Regions from separate parts of the Macaca mulatta genome. Here region 1 is linked to region 2. The links are chromatin contacts, called in public Hi-C maps. All regions are on one chromosome and are shown on one strand. The core of a region is the stretch at or near the end of the contact, and the rest is flanking DNA. Distances in the headings are between cores, read along the strand shown.

The links. A called contact is a pair of places that touch in the nucleus more often than the background predicts.
Region 1: a contact with region 2 is called in a Hi-C map of cortical neurons, with 2.5 times the contacts expected there. The contact joins the promoter of MXRA7 here to the promoter of ST6GALNAC1 in region 2. A contact is called at or near these places in 2 of 14 Hi-C or Micro-C datasets (cortical neurons and fetal cortex germinal zone).

What each region holds. Positions count from the first base shown.
Region 1 is chr16:86,466,598-86,470,369 of T2T-MMU8v2.0, forward strand. MXRA7 (matrix remodeling associated 7) reads right to left here and starts at 2,284. Exons shown (of 4, transcript XM_015120449.3): 1 at 1,924-2,284. The coding sequence starts at 2,265. It overlaps LOC144335973 (a long non-coding RNA gene), which reads left to right. Exons shown (of 3, transcript XR_013407324.1): 3 at 1-702.
Region 2 is chr16:86,427,832-86,431,539 of T2T-MMU8v2.0, forward strand. It overlaps ST6GALNAC1 (ST6 N-acetylgalactosaminide alpha-2,6-sialyltransferase 1), which reads right to left and starts at 2,402. Exons shown (of 13, transcript XM_077972967.1): 1 at 2,107-2,402. LOC144335983 (a long non-coding RNA gene) reads left to right here and starts at 2,685. Exons shown (of 2, transcript XR_013407334.1): 1 at 2,685-3,126; 2 at 3,446-3,708.

The sequences.
Region 1 (3,772 bases), core at 1,034-3,533, 39 kb after region 2:
GTATCTGTGTCCCCACAGCACCTGGCTTAATGTTTGCAGGCAGGAGTTTTGGGGGAGCTTTGGCCAGCTCAGGAAGGCCTGGGGACTGGAGCCCAAAGGGGAAGGACACTAACTTCAGTTGAATTCTCCTGTTGGGTGGGTTCCCTCTGGAGGGTGCTTTACCGGGAGGACAAACACAAGCCTCAAGTCATCCTCACTGGCACCTATGTTATGGGGGCTGGCTGGCATGTGAACCCCTGTACTGCCTTGTCCTTCAGAGCACCCATTCAGCCTCAGAGGACGTGCATTCGCCCAGACAGAGGAAAATTATGCGAGGGGCCCTATTTAAACACCAATGAACCTATTCCTGTAGGTATCATGTGCTGAGAGCTGAAAGCCTTGTAAAAAGTTCTTCAAGCGTCGTGCCCCACAGGATTGAGATAAGACAGGGCGCTGCTAAAGGACATTCTGCACTTCAGTCCAGAGCCTGGTGTGGGTGATAAAGGGACAGCCCTGTAAGGCCAGGGCTGACTGACTGAGGGTGCATGACGGCTCCAGAACTGTCTAAAGGCCTCTCCTGCTCCCGCGAGACCTCGACGGAGGCAGGAATCCCAAATATGGGAGCAAACACAACAGGTCAGCACATGTCCGAACCGCCACCCTCCCCCATCACCCCCTGAGGTCTGCAAGCCCACCTCAAGCAAGAACGGCAGGGCTTGCCCCCCGACCCCCCACCCCATTAAACGGGCTGGTTAGAATCCTCTCTAATGACACAATTAGTCACCCACTTGTCAAGCAAAGCGCCTGCTCAGACGGGGTCTGGCGCACTTACTCAGCAAAGAGAAATGCCTCTGAGCACAGCCTGGCTGCCTCCTCCTCCCCCGAAGGGCTTCTCTCCAGGGTAAACCATTGTGTCCAGCACAGGACAGAGTGGGCACGTAGGCACGCAGACAACGCGCATCCCGGCTCTCCTCCCTTCCAAGAAAAGGAGCTCAGGGGTAAGAACAAGGGATTACAATCCGACTGGAGACCATGGCGGTGGCCTGGACCAGCCAAGCGTGGTGAACTCCTGGGAACATGAGCACACAGGTTTCCAGTCTAGAGTGTAGGGACTAGGATGAGTGGATGAGGGAAATCCGATTCCTCTCCTGATATCCACAGGCAGGACAGGGTGGCCAGGGCCCGAGCTGACGGACAGCATGGTGGGAGGCCTGGGGCAGAGGCAGGGAGGGCCGCTTTGGGGTGCTCCCTGGTGTTCCAGGAGGGCTTTATCCTGCATCTTCACTCCAGGCCCAGCTTACCTACAACCCGGGGGAGTGGGGGTAGGAGGGTGTTAGGAGATGTGTAGCTTAAAACGACAATAAAAAGAACTGCTGGGCTCGGGTGCCTTTTCTTTCAGTCTCAGCCTACGGGCTTCACAAAACACCACAGCACTGACTCTGAAATCTTGACTTCAAACTGACTGAAAAAGAAAAGCCAGCTTTCCTCCCTCGCCCCCCGAAAGTACTACTTTTTAAACATCAAGATAACTCTCATGGCAGGCCTTGAAATAAGCCATAGGCACGTGGATTTGGGAACCGGTGGGCGGGAGGGGTCAGAAGTGGGTGTGGAGCAAAATTCCAAGTCCCGTCGCGAGGCCTGGGAACCAGCAGCTGCGGAGCACGCCCTGGGCTGGGAGAGGCCGAGGTGAGGGGAGAGCAAAACACCTCCAAACAAACTCCTTCGGGGTCGCCCCTCGCCACACTTTCTGGGGGAGGGCGGCGACTTTGCGGGCCTGCGGCTTAGCATGGCGGGACCTGCATTTCCTGTGGGCCGAGGGTTCTGCGCTTCCCGGGGGCAGCCTGGGCTGGAGGCTGCGGTCCCGCTCCCTGGCTCGGCGGGGAACGGCAGCGGCGGCTGGAGCCCCGGGGGTGGGGAGAGGGCCGCGGGGGCCGCGGTGCGTACCTGCCTCGCCTCCGCCGCCTGCTCCTCCGCCTCCGCTGACGCCACCGCGGGATCCCCTGGCCCTTCGGGCTCCCCGGGTCCCGCAGGCTCCCCGGGCTCCCCCGGCCCCGCGGGTTCCCCAGGCTCCTCCGGCCCCGCGGACGCGGCCGCCGGCTCGGGGGCGCAGGGGCGGGACGGCGCTGGGGCCCTGGTGGCCTCGGCCGGGGGCGCGGGTTCCGGGGGCGTGCAGGCAGGCTCCGGGCTCGCGGTCGCCCCACGTCGCACCAGCAGCCAGGCGAGCAGAAGGGCCAGCGCGGTGGCCAGCGCAGGCAGCGCGGCCAGCAGCTCGGCCGGCGCCTCCATTGCGCCGCGGCCGCCGAGTGCCGGCCCGCTGGGACCCCGAGGGAGCCCGCCGCGCCCGGTCGCCGCGCCCCGCCCCGGGGCGGAGCCCCCGTCGCCCGCGCCCCGCCCCTGGCATCCTCCGGCCCCCGGTGGTGACGCACAGGCTGTAAGCGGGGGTGTAGGGGGGCAGAGTCCTGACCCCCTGGGAGGCACAGGAGAGCCAACCCCTGCCCAGCCTGGGCAGCCTTGACGCTTTGGGGCACATTTAACTCAGGTTCAATTTGAAATACTGTATGATGTGCCCTGAGGTTGTCATCTTTGGCCTTGGTACAGCAGTTCGTCTTAGAGCATTTTGGAAATATCAGTGCTAGTTGGGGAATGCAGAGAGACAAGCAAACCCGGGAAGATTCATGGAAACAGCAGCCTGGATTGCCTTGTAAAACAATGAAAAGCCGGATTACGTTTAGCCACTGCCGTTTTTATAGGCATGTCAGGAGTTGCTTTTAATCCTTAGGGTTGCCTTAATGCACTTTCACAGAGGACATCTCCAGATCCCAGCCAGTGAATGCTCCCTTCGGCGCTGAGGCCAGCAGTCTTCAACACAGGCCTCCCTGTAACATAACATGGCTCCCCCGCCCCTAGACCTGAAATTCAGCTGCAGGTCCTTGGTCAACGCTATTCCTCCTACCGGACTTTCTTCTTTGCACAATTCCAGAATGCATGCAGGGTGGGAGGGTGCAGTGAAGGAAATGAAGGCTATTGTTTTTGTTTCTCCAGGTCCTCCCAGGCCTCTGTTGCTGAACAGTGGATTTTGAGATAAACACGTTGTAACCAAAAACATATTTTCCTACCACGCCCCACCCACTCTTTAGTTATTTTAAATAAACACAAGATGGGCATGTCAGGTATCATGCCAAACATAAGGCCTAATGTTAAAAAACCACGGTTCCAGTTTTTGCTGAGGATGCATTTAATACTTTTTTGGGAAAATTACAGTGCCTGAGCTGATCTGTGATACAAACCAAGATGTGAGATGAAGTGCTTCTTTTTAAATGAAGATATACAAACAAGACCCCCCAGCAACAGGGAGAGCTGAATTCTGCTGCACTGCATGATATTAAAAGGGCCATGCATTTCCTTTTAGTGGTGGTTGATGAAAAGAGCCCCCAAGTATAAAATGTGGCCGGGCGTGGTGGCTCACGCCTGTAATCCCAGCACTTTGGGAGGCCGAGGTGGGCGGATCACAAGGTCAGGAGATCGAGACCACGGTGAAACCCTGTCTCTACTAAAAATACAAAAAATTAGCCGGGCGCAGTGGCGGGCGCCTGTAGTCCCAGCTACTCGGGAGGCTGAGGCAGGAGAATGGCGTCAACCCGGGAGGCGGAGCTTGCAGTGAGCCGAGATCGCGCCACTGCACTCCAGCCTGGGAGACAGAGCAAGACTCCATCTCAAAAAAAAAAAAAAAAAAAAAAAGTGAAATAGGCTTTATTTATGGGCAACTAGCTTTTGACCACTGTGGAACTTTCAG
Region 2 (3,708 bases), core at 1,152-3,651:
ATTCTTATTCAATGTTTAGAGTTTTGTTTTCTTCATCTGTAAAAGAATGTTACAGCCTTTATAGAGGAGTGAAGATTAATGAGAGAACATTTATTTGCAAGGCACACAGCACAGCGCTCTGCAGGGCACTTGGCATGCACTCCAAAAAGTTATCCAACCTTCCTGTCACCTTGCCTTGCAAGTAGAAACCAAGTCGAGTTCGTTCTGCATTATGTCACTTACCATAGTGTTTTGCATGAAGACAGGCTCAATAAATGTCTGAGAGTAAATGGACCAATTCACACCATTCAATATTCAAATCTGAATCCTCTGTGCTTTGCCCCCTTTCTCCCATTTCTTTCATTGAACCTTTTCTTCCTGGAACAATTTTCTTAATTTTATTCCCCTTGCCAGCTGCCTCCTCTTCTGAAATTTAACTTGCAGTATCATTGAAGCTGAGTACAAAGAGAACCAAAGACACCACCTATGGCAGTCCCGAGGTGAATGTGAACCATTGAAGGAAATGAGTGTCTACAGTCTGTGAGCATAGCCTGTCCCATCTTAGCGAGAGCCACAAAGTAATTAAAGTACTTAAAGGAATGAGAAAAGGGAGATTTTCAAAAACCCTGATTGCAGACTGAGTTATTTAACACAGTTCAGCAACTCTGGTCTGAGGAATTTTCACCTGTAGAGGACCCAGGCCACCATCAGGACCAAAGATTCCAGTTTGGTGGGGCCACCCCCTGGGATGTGGAGCCTGCAGGGGGCTACAACTGGGTGGAGAAAAGGAAACAATGTGATCACTTGGCCGAATGGTAAGTCCAACCCATTTCACAGGCACTCAGCCTGCACTCAGCCTGCTCTGGTAAAGCCCAGCTGAGGTGCCTGCAGCAGGACTTGAAAGGGCAAGCACAGGTGAGGGAAGGTGTGACTGCCAGCCCACCTGAAGATGTGAAGCTGGGCGTGTACAGAACTGCTGGCTTTTACCTTAGGCCTGGGACAATAGGGAATGTGAAAAGCAAGGGGTGCGTGTGTGTGTGCGTGTGTGTCTGTCTGTGTGTCTGTGTGTCTTGGGTCCAGCTGCAGTACCACCATCTGAAACCCCCTGAAACCCTGGGCCACCCTCCGAATCTGCTCGAGGGCAAGCCTGGGAGCGTCAGGGGGAGGAAGGTGGAGACACGGGTGTCTTAGAGGGCAGGGACTAGTTTCACCTCATCTTTGTATTCCGGGGCCCAGCTTGGTGCCCAAAGCCCGTTTGCGGAGCTCATGAAATGCTCCCCCAGGCCGGGCACGGTGGCTCACGCCTGTAATCCCAGCACTTTGGGAGGCCAAGGCTGGCGGATCACTTGAGGTCAGATGTTCGAGACCCGCCTGGCCAACATGGTGAAACCCTGTCTCTACCAAAAATACAAAAATTAGCAGGGCGTGGTGGCGAACGCCTGTAGTCCCAGCCACTCTGGAGGCTGAGGTAGAAGAATCGCTTTAACCCGCTGGCAGAGGTTGCAGTGAGCCGAGATCGCACCACTGCACTCCAACCCGGGCGACAGAGGGAGACAACGTCGTCTCAAAAAAAAAAAAAAAAAAAAAAAAAAAAAAAAAAAAGCTCCCAGTTCTAGGCGCTTTGGGAGCCGCCGCTTAAGATGCAAACATGGCCAAGTCTAAGAACCACACCACACCCAACCAGTGCCGAAAATGGCACAGAAATGGTATCAAGAAACCCAGATCACAAAGATACGAATCTCTTAAGGGGGGTGGACCCCAAGTTCCTGAGGAACATGCGCTTTGCCAAGAAGCACAACACTGCCCACTCCAAGCTTGGGAAGCGTGCTCGCGCCCGCCTTGCCTAGGGGCTCAGGCTGTGCGGGCCAAAGGCCGAGGCCAAGGATCAAACCAAGGCCCGGGCTGCAGCTCCAGCTTCAGTTCCAGCTCAGGCTCCCAAAGGTGCCCAGGCCCCTACAAAGGCTAAGGAGTAGATGTTTCTGTCTGCCAACGTGAGGACAGGAGGACTGGAGCGACCCCCCCCCACCCGGCTGCCGTCTGTATGGGGTGGGGTCCTCCTGTGTTATTTGTACTAAGAAACCTGAGGCAGGGAAAGAAAAAAAAACAAAAACCCTCCCCTAGTCCCACCTTGCGAATGCGGGACGCGGGGCCCTGTCCCGCGAGTGGCACTCAGGAGCCAGCCTCGGGCAGGCACCGCACGCCAGGCCACAGCTCGACGCGGCCGGGGATTCGCTGCAGGCGCGAATCTCTCGGCTAGAGCAGAGCAGCGGCAGCTGCCGGCCAGTCCACGTGTGCTCGGCTCGGCTCGGTTCCGGCTCCCAGGCAGCCCGGGGGTCGCTCACCCGGCCGTGGCCCAGCAAGCCGGCCTTAGCATAGGCTGGGCCACAAACGCCCGACCACTTCTACGGCTCAGGCGCCAGGCGCGTGCCTACTGCAGGGCCGCCCGGGCCGCGCCGCATTCCTCATTGGACGATGGCCCTTGTCAATCACTGAGGAAACGCGGCCTTGGGTGTGGCCGGACATCCGGGGCTTTCCACCCTCCGCGTGAGGTGGGATTGAGGTGGGGAAGATGGAAGGATGCGATACCCAATGGCCACAAATCAAGGCCTTTGGCTTAGCGGCAGATTGGCAGGTGCTTGAACCACTGAAATGCCGCAGAGCGACACCGGCGCTATGGCTGTGATTGGTTCACTTCGCGGGTCGGTGGTTTTCTCCATGTGGTGGTCCCCACGTAGATAAAATGGGCACCGTAGATAAAATAACACGTAAGTAAAGCTGCTGCCGGTGAAGTTTGGGAGTATTTTTGTTTTTTTGAAAGTTAGTATTTTGGCTCTCACAAAGCCTCCTGATTTTAGTAGGCTTTCCCTGGAATGACTCAGATTCTCTTTAGTTACCTTCGTCAAAGCACTCCCTCCCCGTGCAGCCTCAGAGTTGGAGAACTACCGCGCTGAGCCCAGATTACCGCCAAGATCGTCAGAAATATGCGCAACTCAGTGAGCTAAAGCGGAGATTAGATGGATGGTATTTAATGGGACAAGACATGAGTGGACAGTTTACAGGAAAAAAAATGCAAGGGGCCCCTAAACATTTAAGTGGGCGCTCAGCCTTTTTCATAATCAGAAGAATGCAAACGAACACCTCACTGAGGCCGGGCGCGGTGGTTCACGCCTGTAATCCCAGCACTTTGGGAGGCCGAGGCGGGCGGATCACGAGGTCAGCAGATCGAGACCAGCCTGGCTAACACAGTGAAACCCCGTCTCTACTAAAAATACAAGAAATTAGCCGGGCGAGGTGGCAGGCGCCTGTAGTCCCAGCTACTCGGGAGGCTGAAGCAGGAGAATGGCGGGAACCCGGGAGGCGGAGCTTGCAGTGAGCTGAGATCCGGCCACTGCACTCCAGCCTGGGCGACAGAGCAAGACTCTGTCTCAAAAAAAAAAAAAAAGAAAAGAAACAAAACTTCATTGAGCTAAGGCTTCTGATCCATTAGATTGTCAAAAATCCAAAAGTTTAACAAAGTACACTGTTAAGGACAATACAGGAACTTGATCTGCCCTGCATTGCTGGGAGGGAGTGCAAATTTACCTTTGACCCGCAATCCACCTGTAGAATCTACTCTGAAAGTAAACTTACACAAACATGAAACAGCATACACGCCAGCTTTTATTTGTAGCGGCACTATATAAATTTGCAAGACTGGAAACCATGCAGATGTCCATGAGAGGGGGAATG